Linked DNA regions of Mus musculus: region 1 is linked to region 2. A link is a contact called in public Hi-C data. All regions are on one chromosome and are shown on one strand. The core of a region is the stretch at or near the end of the contact, and the rest is flanking DNA. Distances in the headings are between cores, read along the strand shown. Region 1 holds the start of Scin (scinderin). Region 2 overlaps Gm34923 (a long non-coding RNA gene).

Region 1 (6,582 bases), core at 3,433-5,932, 620 kb before region 2:
GTCCCTGGGAGCTGGAGTTCCAAGTGGTTGTGAACAAACCATTGAGAGTCCTGGGAATTGAACTTGAGTTCTCTGAGCAAGCAGCAGGTTCTCTTAACCCCTGAGCCATCTCCCTAGTCTCCTCTGTTATGCCTTTAAAATTATGAACAAATCAAGAAGAAAACTTTTGCATAGTCTAGCTGTTCTTTTCCCCCTGGTGCTGCTGACCTGCAAGAGAATATACTTTGCATATGCAGTTGAGTGCTTTACAATTTTTGTATAAAAGAAACTAAAGACATTAAATATTTTATTGTTCTTAAAAGCTGGTGGGGCAAGCATTGTGGCACACACCCTTAATCCTAGTACTAGGGAGGGAGAGACAGCCAGATCTCTGAGTTTGAGGGCAGCCAGGTCTGCATAGTGAGTTCCATACCAACCAAGGCTTTAAAAGATGATCCTGTCTCAAAAAACCAAAAGAAGAGAAATAAAAGTAAAGTAAAAAAGGCAAAACAAAAACAAAACAAACAACAAACAACAATGATAAAACCAAAACCCAAGCCAAAAACCAAGCCATTTGAATCACAATATATTTAAGAAATGACAACCATTTGAAACCAAGTTTTTAAAAATGTTGTTATTATTTTATTTTAGGTGTGTGAATATTTTGTATGCATGCATACCCGTGGACCACACTTCTGCCTGGTGTCTGCAGAGGCTAGATGGGCCATTGGATTTCCTGAAACTACAGTTACAGATGGTTGTAAGTTGCTGTGCGGGTGCTTGGAATTGAATCCAGGTCCTTTGAAAGAGCAGTCAGTGCTCTTAGCCATTGAGCCCCAAGCTCAATTGTTTTTCCAGACCTAAGGAATCACAAAGACTCAATTGTATTATTTGACATAGTTACTGTTTCAAGGATTAGGTAATGTGGTGTTTCCCCATTTGGACATCAGTGCTCCAGAACACCAAACTTGAATTCATCACAAGGTTCCAAATCCCAAGCCTTTGACTTTGGTAAATGACTTGTTTCCATTGGCTATTTCCCTAGGGGTTGATGGAATTTATAGATTGATATAAAATGAATACAGAATACTATAAAACCAAGATTTCAACCATACTTACTCAACATGTGTTACAGTAATGCTAGGGAATACTGAGATGTAAGTCTCTAGATTGGCCTATGACTGGCCTAGGATGGCCTATGAGTTCATGAGAGGAAGCTTGGTTCAGAGTGTTGTGACTGCCAGAAGGTGAGACCATGAGAATGGGAACACAAAGTGAGGATCTGATTCACTGGGGCCAGAGAGCTATGTAATGACAGCGAAGGCGGGAACCTCTCATTATCATATCATATATATCATGTCGTATCAAGCGGAACCAGATACAGACACACACACAGACAAAGAGACAGAGAGAGACAGAGAAAAAAAGAGAGACAAACAGGGAAACAAAGAGACAGAAAGTGGAGCAGAGAAGAGGAAGAAGAAAAAGAAGAGGAGAAGAGAAGAGATGAGAAGGGGAAGGAAGGGAAAAGAAGGAAAGGGAAGGGGAGGGGAGGAGAGGGGAGGGGAGGGGAGGGGAGGGGAGGGAAGGGGAGGGGAGGTGATGTAAAGGCCTACAGGAAATAGGATTTGAAGACCTTTATTGTTTGGGGAATGGGTAGTCCTCACCCAAGCTAGATTTTAGGAACATTATTCCCATAAAAATAGATTAGGAGAAGATAATTAATAATCAGTCTCAATTGACTTCACAGATGCATGCTGTATGCCAGAACCAGTTTCAGGTTTGCCCTTCACAACTGTGGTGGTTAGAATGAGAATGGCCCTCATAGCTTCACACATTTGAATATGTGGTTCTTAGTTGGTGGAACTACTGGGAAAGGATTAGAAGGTGTGGCCTTGTTGGAGGAGTTGCATTCCCAGGGGCAGGCTTTGAGGTTTCAAAAGCCACACCCTCCCCAGTCTCTCTTTGCCTTAGATTTGCTGTGGATGAGCTGTGAGCTTTCAGCTACTGCTTTAGAATGCTCCCCACCATGGTGGTCATGGGCTCCAATCCTCTAGACCCACCAGCCCCAAATTAAATGCTTCCTTTTTCTTGAGTTGCCTTGACATAGTATCTTATCACAATAGAAAAGTAACTAAGACAACAACCCATTTCTATCAGTATTTTCATTCCTCAGATGAGAAAACTGAACTGGACAATGTTGAGTAACTTTCCCAAGCTGTCAGTGGAATCAGGAAGGAGGAAGAAGCTATCCAGTATTGAAGCTTACATTGACTTACTTCATCCAGTCATAGCCCACTTCCTGATTCCTACCACTTCCCAATTGTGTGACCACATTCTGAATTTATTGATGGATCAGTGCTTTGACTCGATGGGAGCCCTTATGATCCAATTTCTTCCAGTGATAGGGTTCTTTGAGTAAGGACCAAGTCTTCCATTCATGAACATTTCAGGGACATTTTGCATTGAGCTGTAACACCAACGATGCTACCAATTACATTTCTTTTTAAAACATTTTTAAAATTTATTAGGTATTTTCTTCATTTACATTTCCAATGCTATCCCAAAATCAATTACATTTCTAAGACTTTATTTCACAACTATAATGGCATTCATAGTAAGGTTTATTTAAGAGAGTCACGATGTTATTTGCAAAATATTAGTACCATAAATGCCTGTGAACTGGAGCAGAGAAAATAAAGGCATTAATTATGTAGAATATTATGTAGTCTATAAACAAGGCAGCTAGGTCTATGACTATGGAGTATTGATATTCTCTTTCTCACACACTTACTCTGTGTGTGTGTATGTGTGTGTGTGTGTGTGTGTGTGTGTGTGTGTGTGTGTCTGTGTGTCTGTGTGCATGCATGTGTGTGTGCTGTTGCCAGGTAAAATGTTATCAGGAGGCATACTTCCCTGGAGTACTTCCTGGAGACTTTATGAATCTCTCCTGATTTTAAGATACACACACGCATACAATAGGGCTGGGGTATGGCTCAGTTAGTAGAGCTTGCTTGAAGTCCTGGGCTTGATCCCTAGCACCAGATAAACTTGGGCTGTGGTAGTATACCCTTGTAACTCATTATCTGAGAGGCAGAATGTTCTAGCTCATCCTCAGCTAAATGTTGAGTTCAAGGTGAGTGTGGGCTACATGTGCTACATGCGAACCTGTCTAACAAACAAACAACAACTCAAAAACAAATCCCACAGCAATATCAATCCTCATGAGATATACGTATACAATACAGATGCAGGTTAGTGTTTAAATCTATCCATACTACATTACGAATATTTTTGTTGATTAACAATGTCTTTTGGAAAATTACAAACTGGCAACCTTTGGGGAAGGGAGTGGGGTAGTTGTGTGAAATGTAAAGGAATTTCTATTGTCATTTTGTTTTGTTTTGGCTTGGTTTTGGTCTTGAAAAAGAATGTCACAATGTAGCACTGGCCAGCCTAGAGCCCTCAAAGTACGTCCTTCCTCAGCGGGGATTACAGGCGAGCACACTGCACTGTTGAACAGATTTTATGCCACTAAATTTTTAAACACTTCAAGCATTGCTTATTTTAAAAAGGTCACTAAAGAGAGCATCTAAGTGTGCCTTTACTATTAATGGCTTGCTAGGGAGTTCTGCAATTTGGGGACCAAGTGGAACAACTCTCTAATGTTTCTAATGTGCAGTTTCTGATTTGCGTTTTCAATAACAGAACTCCTTACCACATCAGTTTCTGAATGCAATGAAGTGAATGCAAATCGTTCTTTAGTGAGCAAAACAAAGAAATATGAGTGAACCAATGAGAAGTGAGTGCCTTAAAATCAGATAATTAAAAATGCAGGTCAGGGGGCTGGTGAGATGGCTCAGTGGGTAAGAGCACCCGACTGCTCTTCCGAAGGTCTGGAGTTCAAATCCCAGCAACCACATGGTGGCTCACAACCATCCGTAACGAGATCTGGCGCCCTCTTCTGGAGTGTCTGAAGACAGCTACAGTGTACTTAGATATAATAAATAAATAAATCTTTAAAAAAAAAAAATGCAGGTCAGTTTAAAATCACAGTCATGGACAGCCCAGTACAGAGCGTCCCTGGAGGGCGGCTGATGTGTTTTTGCAGAGATTTTCTTGGCTAAGGCAGGCAGGTGGCACCTTACCACAGTTCCCAGGCGCCAGGGGACTTGCCGATCTCTGACGCTAGTAGCCAGAGAATTTGTCTGATTTTTATCTTTTCTAGAAAACCTGACGTACCTTTGTACATGGAGTTTCCAAACTTATCTAAAGAGAAACCTTGTGGCCACCAGGAGTGGGAGGCTGTTAGGGAAGCCAACTATGCTCGACTTTTAGAGGACCGCGCATGGGAAAGTGATACAGCCAGTTACTCCGACGTGCTGTGGTCCTCAAAGCCAGACGTGTTTTGCGAGTGGATGATTCTAGTTCTTAATGCTCTTTCTCCTCACCCTGGCATCAGAGGGTGAACACCAGCAGGGAAGGAACTGGGGTGACAGGGACCAGTGTGGACCCGCCCGAGTTGATCCGAGCAAAATCTATCTGTTGCAACGTAAAATAACAATTATAATATTTATTTACATTTTTTTTTTTTTTGGAGGGAGGCATTTACTAGAGTTTTGGTTAACTTGGTCCAAACTGGGATTCAGGTTCCCGCCCGGGTTCGGGCGTGGCTGTTGGCTTCCCTTCCAGCCCCGCCTCCGCTTCTGGCGAGCCGCTTTAAAGCCGGGAGAGCAGGTTCGCGGTCACCGGTCATCGGGCTCTTCCTTGGGCTCAGGGCACGGATCAAGTCCTCGGCTCGCTCGGCCAGCATCGCGGCACCATGGCGCAGGAGCTGCAGCACCCCGAGTTCGCGCGCGCAGGCCAGCAGGCTGGGCTGCAGGTGTGGAGGGTCGAGAAGCTGGAACTGGTACCGGTGCCCCAGGGTGCCTATGGTGACTTTTACGTCGGAGACGCCTACCTGGTGCTGCACACCACCAAGTCCAGCAGGGGCTTCTCCTACCGCCTGCATTTCTGGCTGGGTAAGCAGTGAGCAGCACAGGGCAGCGGTGGGCCCAAGGTCTGTACACCATCCTGTCACCTGGGCGGGCTAGGTGACACACAGCCAGCACCCTCTCCTAACCCCAGGTCAGCTCCTGGCGAGCTGTAAACTCCGGAGATGCGAGTCATCCAGGACTCATCAGTCTTGACCAAACCACTTCTTGGAGGGTCATACTCATTCCTCCGGGGTTTTCCACTTTAACTCAAACCCCAGTGCGTTCCTGGGCGACTGCCTGCCTGTGAGAAACCCGGGTGCTGGCCAAATACTGAGCACCCTCCGGCAAGTTCAGTCCTGGTTTTTCAGGCAGGGTGGGGATGAAATCAAACTTGTTTGTGGATATCTGCCTCAGCTTGGAGCGAAAACTCCCGCTCCCAGCAGCAAACTTTTATTTATTTGTATTTGTTGCCTTGGGGCTCCGGCTTAGATTTCCCTGCTATCGGTGACTACTTACGTACGTAGCTCCAAAACCAAGATTATCCTCGCACAACAGGGCTTGCCTGTTTGGGAAAAGATACGGCAATCATTTTTTTTTTCCAATTGCTCTATCTGGCTGGTGTATTTGTTTAGATAGGCTGCTTTGTTTCAAATTATTCATTTATTATTCATCTGTTTTAAGAAGGACACAGTGTGGACCAGAACCAGCTTCTTCAGCGGTCGTAATTATTTTGAGCTGCCTTGGTGCCAGGCTTTCAGGAGGACACTGGCCCTGTGTTCCACTTTCTCCACCTTCTACTTTTACCCGTAAACATCGTGAATGTTGAACCTTTCTCTGTGAGGTCTTGCGCCAGTCGGCACTCCCAGTCTGACAACGTGCGCTTTATCTGAGCCTCCTTTTCAAGCTAGCGTCTCTCCTATACCAGTGTTTCTTTCAGTATATTTATTCTTGAGCTCAGGAGGGAAAACACTCAAAACCACAGACTTTGAATGCTGCCATTGCATTTTAATATTTAACATCTGAAAAATTTAAGAAAGAAGTGAAAACATTTAGACGTGATTTCCCAAGCCTTAGCAGACACCGGGAGCAGGCGCCTGAGACAGAAGACACATAGGGAAAGGTAGTGTCTTTAATTACAGTGCTGGGTGCTTGCTTGCAGTGGTTGAGTGTCCATTGCTGTTTTTCCCCTTGTAATGCCATTGCAGTCATAATACAAACGACAGTAATATATGCTCTCTTCATAGAACAGTGACCCTGGGGAGAACAGCATTCCCACCCTAAATATGGGGTCTAGAAAGGATGAATGTCTCAGGTGACAGTTGGGTGAGTTTAAATGGGTGAAAATTCAGCTTGCGGTTAACAGCAGCTATATTTGCCTTCATTAGAAGTCTGCTCAAAGAAGACCAATTGTTTAATTCAGTAAATTTCTCCTCATCCAAGCAGGTTCCTTAAGCATGGTGCTTTGGCAGATTTAGAGAGACAGGGGCTTATAGTTAGGATGGTCCAGAACTCTCTGGAACTTAAGTGTAGCCCAAATTGGCCCCTCTTTCTTTCTCCTCCTGCTTCCAGATCCTAAGTGCCTGGCTCACTTAAACTTAATTTTCTATTTAGTGCTAACTAATTTCTC
Region 2 (7,035 bases), core at 254-2,753:
TTATGTCAAAGTGAACGTCTCAGGATATCTTAGAAAAGGTTAAAACGTTTCGGGTAGATGCAGACATTCTAACTTATGCTCTCGTATTCTCTATCATGCTCCCAGAAAGCTGTGCCAGAAAACTGCTGGAGATGGTTAGAAGACTGCAAATGAAAGGCAGGCAGAATGAGAAAGTGCTCAAAAGCAAGTGGCCCTGTTAGCCTTGCCAGGTCCCCATCACCCTATAACGTAGATGGCTGCCCCTCCTTCATTCAGAGGAGCTTAATGCTTCAGCAGGTTAGCACTATCTCTCATGACTGAGGAAACTGATGGACTAGACAGATAATATGGTGATGCAAATAAATGTCCCCCTAGCACAAGCTGATGTAAATAAAAGTCCCCCTACCCCCCTACCACAGCTGGTGCCAAGTACTGTGATGAATACTGTGGTGAAGGAAGGCAGCTGCCACCCACCCACCAACTATTGGCTAATTTGGGCTCTGTCACCTGGTGACATATCAGTCCATGTCAGATTGCCATTTACTATACTATATAGGAGGAAAACTTGTGGTACCCAGACAGTTCTGAGCCTTGTGTGGTCATGTCCATAGGTTCACTGCTCTGGGTGAATTGTCACAGCCGACCGGAGCCTTGATGCTCAGAGAGTGCTCTGGAGTCTCGCACAATGCCTGGGAAGAGCTCACAAGCAAAGGTGGGAGAACTTGCCGTTCCCCCACTTCCCAATCCACTGTGAAGCAAATCAAATGGAAAGCCTGCGTGGTTGTTGCTCCACTTTCCCTACTTGATTCACTTTCCTGAAAACTGTTTCTGGAGATTTTCCTCAGGCACAACTCAACTGTGGGACCAAAGCCCCACAGAAAGAAGTAGAACTGATTTGGTGTTTTACATTCTAGGTTCAAAGAAATGACAGGCTGACTCTAGATGGAGGAGCAGGTGAGTAGTCACAAAGGAGTCCCTTTCCCTTAGAGGCCCAGTCACCTGTCATTCAAATGAGTGGTGTTCTAGAAACAATGTGGTACACAGTGTGTTCCAGGCCTGCTTTGTTACAAGGAGCAGCAGGCAGGGAAGAAAGGGTACAAACTCCATGGGCTTCTCAGTGGGGAGAATTTGCGAGACTGCAGGCGCTCACTGAATCAGTCCTGTGCTCACTCTCCTGTTCTCTTCTCTCCAAGGAATCTCCCCACAGGAGCTGCGATCTGTCCCTTCTCAGGGACTCCCATTGCTCTAGGCATTATTTTCTCTGCGATAGGACTGGAGTAGAGCAGACTTGAATGCTGGGATTATAGGCATGCACCGCCTTGCAAACTCGCTCTCACAGCTTTTAGAAGAAGATCCTTGATTGCAATGTGTGCACTTATTAACGGAAAATTTCCCGAAAAGTCACTGGTGAATGAGATAGCCCCAAAGGAAACGAGATTTTTTTATTCCATGTATGCCTGTCAATTGGTCGCACTGCTGAGTGAAAGATGTTGCTGTAGAGTGGGAACGCTTTAAGTAGGAAGCACAGGTTCTGTTGTACTACGCTGACACCTAGTGGCCACATGAAAGCATACATCGGAAGGTATTGTCTATGGAAGCCTTATGTGCCATTTAGATGCCTAGTTAAGGAGTGCCATGTTTTAAAAGACTACAAGCCAATGAAGTGATTTAAAGGGTGAAAACATGATTTCTTCTTTGCCTCTCAAAAAAACAAACAAAACAAAACAAAACAAAAAACCAACCAAACAAAAAAAAAAAAACCCAAACTTATCAAAGCCTAATGCACCCATTTCGAAATTACTGTCTGCCTTCTTGTATTACAGTTATTACAGTTTGCATCTGTGGATCTATCTATCTATCTATCTATCTATCTATCTATCTATCTATCTACTTATTATTGTCTTTTTCTTCTATCTGTAACATGACTCTGTCCATGCTAAAAATGATATTGTGAAATGTAGAGTCAACGTAGGTACACAAAGTGCTTTCAGCCAATACCTACTTTTTTCTTTCTGCCTCTGGAGTGGAAATGGCTTCTGTCTTTCTTCCGTCCTTGCTGTCGTCACCAAATACCAGAAATGGCAGAGAGGTCAGCTGTAAATCACAGCCTTTAATTGACAAGTGCAAGTTTCGCTTTCTCCTTCCTGTCTGGTCAGCAAAGGGTGCAGGGATCCCTAGAGTCCCTTCAGACCCTGCTTATATACACAGACAACACACAGATTGTGAGTAACTGATAAAGCAATCAACAATCATACTGGCTTCCTTATTTCCTTAGTTCATACCGACAACACAGCAGTCTGGATTTTGACAGCTCCTTCCCAAACCCCCATTTACCATTGGCTTTTGGCTCCACCGCACATGCAGAATCGGAACTTAATCACAGAGCAACAGTTGGAAATCTTAGGCATTTCCACTAATCCAGACACCACCCTCTCTTTGCACTCAACTCTTCAACCATGGTGTGTAAAACTACAACATTCAGTTCAAACATTTTCCGTTTTAATTTGAAGTGATAAAAATTCCTGATTTTTATAGCAAGAATGTAGTGCTATAAGCATGTAATGTTTTCAAGTATGTGAAAGTACATAGGCCAGATTATTTGAAATGCCCTAAAATAGGATAACCCCTCTGCTCTTTTCACCCTTTAAATCACATTGCTAGTTTGTAGTCGCTAGGTGGCAGAACCATGCTCTTAAAGAATGAACATTTTATCTTGAGATAGTTGCGGGTTCATGAGCAATTGTAAGTAACAACACAGACAGAGCTTTATTTGTTATTTATTGGTCTTCTTCAAGGGTAACATCACAAAAAACTCTAACACAATATAATAACCAGGACATGAATGTTGCCTTATTCATGAATCAGCCTTATTCAGATTACCCTAGATTCACTTGTACAGTGTGTCCGTGAAATTTATGGAATGATATCATATGTAGAAATTCATGGATCCACCAAGAAAGTCAATAGATAGAAGTTTCATCTCTATCTATTCATGCTACCCTCTCATAGCCTTTTCATGCTCTCTCCACCACCCTTACCTCTATTTTATGTTTTATATTTTATGTACGTTCACATGTGCATCAGTACTCTTGTGTCTGGAGGAGAGTTTCCTTGGAGTCATCTCCCCATCTTGGGCTTTTACAATCTTTCCATCTCTTCCTTCTCCTCTTCCTCTTCCTCCTCCTCCTTTTCCTCTTTGACCTTTGGTCCATGAGGGGAGAAATTTAATAGAGACATACTATTTAGGGTTAAGTTCTCTAACATCTCTTACTCTCTGCACATTGTCCACTTACGGGTCTTTGGACTCACTATTATCTATTGTCAGAAGGAACTTCTGTGATGTGAGTTAAGTGATTCACCAATCTGTGGGTATAGCAATGTGTCATTAGGAATCATTTTCTTTCTATGCTCCTTTGGCAAAACAAGAGTATTAGGCTTTCTTTAGGGCCTGTGACCTATATAGTCTCATGTTCTTGGCCCTTTTAACAGTATCATGTGCGATTTCATCTCATGAAATGGGCCTTAAATCTAATTAAAGGGTCGGTGGTCACCTCTATAACATTTGTGTTACCATTGTATATAGCACATTTTCTTAATTTCTAATGGATGCAGGAGTCCCAGCTCACTTTGGGCAGTGCCCCGAGTAGTAAAAGAAAAGGAGTTGAACACGATTCAGAAAAACTAAGAAGAGTTTCCTATGGTTTCTCCTTGAGTTGCTGTCTCGCAGTGATAGATTATAAATTGTAAAATGAAATGACTCTTTTTTTTTCTCCAAGTTGCATTTAGTTGGTATTTTATCATGTCATCTGGGAAGTAAACTTAGATAATTTGGTTATGAAAAATGGCCAAATTTTTATATATTAGTTGATCAGTTTCTCTGCATATTAGATGGCAATTGTGTTGACATTTGTCATTTGTATGAATGTGTATGCTGTCTCCTTGTAGTTTGGTTTGTGCTTTCCTAGTGGCTGACTTTGAACACCGTTCCTGTCCCACTAGACATCTTGTATCCTCATCACTGACACGTTGGTGCCATGTTTTATCCATCAACCAGATGCTTTGTTCTTTTTTTTCTTTTTAAATAATATTTTTGTTTTTTGACAATGCCATATAGTTATACAATGACTTTTGATCAAACCCATCCATCACTAACCTCCCTCCAACTCCTTTTGTTGCTCCTACCCCACACCTCTTTCCCGACCTCATGACTTCTTTCTTTATTTCTATTAATAACCTCCTGAGGCCAATTAATGCTGCCCACAAGCACATAGGTGTGGGGCCATTCACAGGGTCGTTGGCAAACTAATATGTGTCATGTTCCATTTTATTTCTTGTTAAATCCATAGTTTTTTTATTAGATATTTTCTTTATTTACATTTCAAATGCTATCCAGAAAGTTCCCTGTAACCCCACCCCCCTCCGCCCTGGATGTGTTGTTAGAGTTCATGATAGAGTCTTCATGCTGGTCTTCTCCCAGGCTTGTGGGTTTGGACCATTTCCCCTTGATGCATAACTTGTATTCTCATTTTCTTAGCAGAATGAAGCATCATTATCTCTTATAGAGCAAGGGCATTTTCCTCATTAATTTGTTTACTCACTTTACATATCAATCATTGCCCCCATCCCCCACTTACACAGTTCATTCCTCACCCCCTTCTCCTCCTTCTCCTCAGAGGGGTTAGAGCCAACATGGGTATCACCTGGATGCTGGTACATCAAGTCCTTGCAGGGCTAGGCACATCCTCTTCCACTGAGATTAGACAAGGCAGCCCAGTTAGAGAAACAGGATCCACAGACAGGCAACAACTTTAGAGAAAGACCCCATTCCAGCTGTTGGGGTACCCACATGGAAGCCAAGCTGCACAACTACTATATATGTGCAAGGGGCCTAGCGCCAGCCCAGGTATGATCTTTGTTTGATTGTTTAGTCTCTAAGGGTCCCCATTGGTGCAGGTTACTTGACTGTTGGTTTTCCTATCCCCTATGGGGTGATGTCAATCCTTCCCCCAACTCTTCCATAAGACTCATCAAGCTCTGCCCAATGTTTGGCTGTAGGTCTTTGCATCTGTTTCAGTGAACTACTGCATAGGGTCTCTCAGAAGAAAGTTATGCTAAGCTCCTGTCTGCAAGCATAACAGACAGAGTATCATTAATAGTGTCAGGGATTGGTGCTTACCCAAGGGATGGGTCTCAAGTTGGTCAGGTTATTGATTGGCCATTCCCTCAGTGTCTGCTCAATCTTTGTCCCTGAATTTCTTATAGACAGGATAAATTTTGCGTCAAAAGATTTGTGAGTGGATTGGTATCCTTTATCCTTCCACTGGGGGGTCCTACATGGCTACAGGAGGTGGCCACATCAGGTTCCATATCCCCACTGCTAGGAATCTCAGCTAAAGTCATTCCCCATAGATTCCTGGAAGCCTCTCCCATCCCAAATCTCTAGCATGTCCTAGAGATGCTGCCATCTCCAAACCCTGCCAGCCACAGATTTCCATTCATTCTTCTGGCTCTCTGGCCCTCTCTTTTGTCTCTCTGCATACCCGATCCCGAAAACCTCCCTTTCTCCTCTCCACCCACTCTCCCACCCAGTTCTCTCCCTCCATCTGACTCCTAAGACTATTTTATTCTCTCCTCTAAGTGAGAGTCAAGCATCCTTGCTTCTGCCTTCCTTTTTATTTAGCTTCTTTGGGTCTGGGAAGTGTGGCATAGGTATCTTGTACCATGCATACCATGCGTGTCCTTTCGAGTCTTGCTTACCAAATTCAGGATAATATTTTCTAGTTCCATCCATTTCCATGTGAATTTCATGAAACCATTGTTTTTAATAGCTGACTAGTATTCCATTGTGTAAATGCACCACATTTTGTATATCCATTCTTTGGTTGAGCATCTGGGTTGTTTCCAGTTTCTGGATATTACAAATCAAGCTGCTATGAACATAGTTGAACAAATTTCCATGTGGTATGATGAAGCATCTTTTGGGTATATTCCTGGAGGCACTATACCTTGGTAGAAGTATTCCCAATTTTCTGAGAAACTGACAAATTGAGTTCCAAAGTGGTTGTGCAGGTTTGTACTCCTACCAGCAACAGAGGAGTGTTCCCTTGGTCCATATCCTCAGCAGCATTAGCTGTCCTTTGAGGTTTTTTTCCCTTTTTTCTTTTATTTTCTTTATTTACACTTCAAATGTTATCCCCTTTCTAGTTTCCCTTCCGAAATCCCATATTCTCTCCCCCTCCCCCTGCTCCCCAAACTACCCACTCCTGCTTCCTGGCCCAGGCATTCCTTTATACTGGGGCATAGAACCTTCACAGGACTAAAGGCCTCTCCTCCCATTGATGACCAACTAGGGTCATCAATATGCAGCTAAAGCTAAGGGTCCCTCTTTGTGTTTTCTTTGATTTGTGGTTTAGTCTCAGGCTGCTCTGGGGTTACTAGTTAGTTCATATTGTTGTTCCTCCTAGGGAGCTGCAAACCTGTTCAACTACTTGAGCACTTTTTCTAGCTCCTTCATTGGGGACCCTGTGCTCCGTCTAATGGATAATGTGAGCATCCACTTTTTAAAAAAATATTTTTTATTAGGTATTTTCCTCATTTACATTTCCAATGCTATCCCAAAAGGCCTCCATACCTTCCCCCCCCCCCCATTCCCCTACCCACCCAATCCCACTTTTTGGCCCTGGCGTTCCCCTGTACTGGAGCATATAAAGTTTGCAAGTCCAATGGGCCTCTCTTTCCAGTGATGGCCAACTAGGCCATCTTCTGATACATATGCAGCTAGAGACACGAGCTCTGGGGGTACTGGTTAGTTCATATTGTTGTTCCACCTATAGGATTGCAGATCCCTTTAGCTCCTTGGGTATTTTCTCTAGCTCCTCCATTGGAGGCCCTGACTGTGAGCTGACTGTGAGCATCCACTTCTGTGTTTGCTAGGCCCCAACATAGTCTCACAAGAGACAGCTATATCTGGGTCCTTTCAGCAAAATCTTGCTAGTGTATGCAGTGGTGTCAGCATTTGGAAGCTGATTATGGGATGGATCCCCGGATATGGCAGTC

Evidence for each region. A called contact is a pair of places that touch in the nucleus more often than the background predicts.
Region 1: a Hi-C map of cortical neurons shows a contact between it and region 2. The contact joins the promoter of Scin here to the enhancer-like site in region 2. A contact is called at or near these places in 20 of 39 promoter capture datasets (the 3T3-L1 cell line, 3T3-L1-derived adipocytes, the C10 cell line and 12 more), 2 of 15 datasets of contacts at CTCF or cohesin (embryonic stem cells and large pre-B cells), 3 of 484 Hi-C or Micro-C datasets (cortical neurons, embryonic stem cells and liver), 4 of 115 datasets of contacts at active chromatin or transcription factors (craniofacial prominence, embryonic basal ganglia and embryonic stem cells) and 3 of 9 other capture datasets (adipose tissue, embryonic stem cells and liver).

Annotation. Positions count from the first base shown.
Region 1 is chr12:40,132,328-40,138,909 of GRCm38.p6, reverse strand. It overlaps Scin (scinderin), which reads left to right and starts at 4,682. Exons shown (of 16, transcript NM_001146196.1): 1 at 4,682-5,000. The coding sequence starts at 4,802.
Region 2 is chr12:39,504,634-39,511,668 of GRCm38.p6, reverse strand. Gm34923 (a long non-coding RNA gene) reads left to right here. Exons shown (of 3, transcript XR_381461.2): 2 at 894-933. Among named protein-coding and RNA genes, the nearest start is that of Gm34923, 19 kb to the left of the region's middle. Within about 2 kb of position 1,503, at least 18 of the 459 cell types and tissues checked have an H3K27ac peak or open chromatin away from gene starts, as enhancers often do. A contact at or near this core is called in cortical neurons, where this site is marked.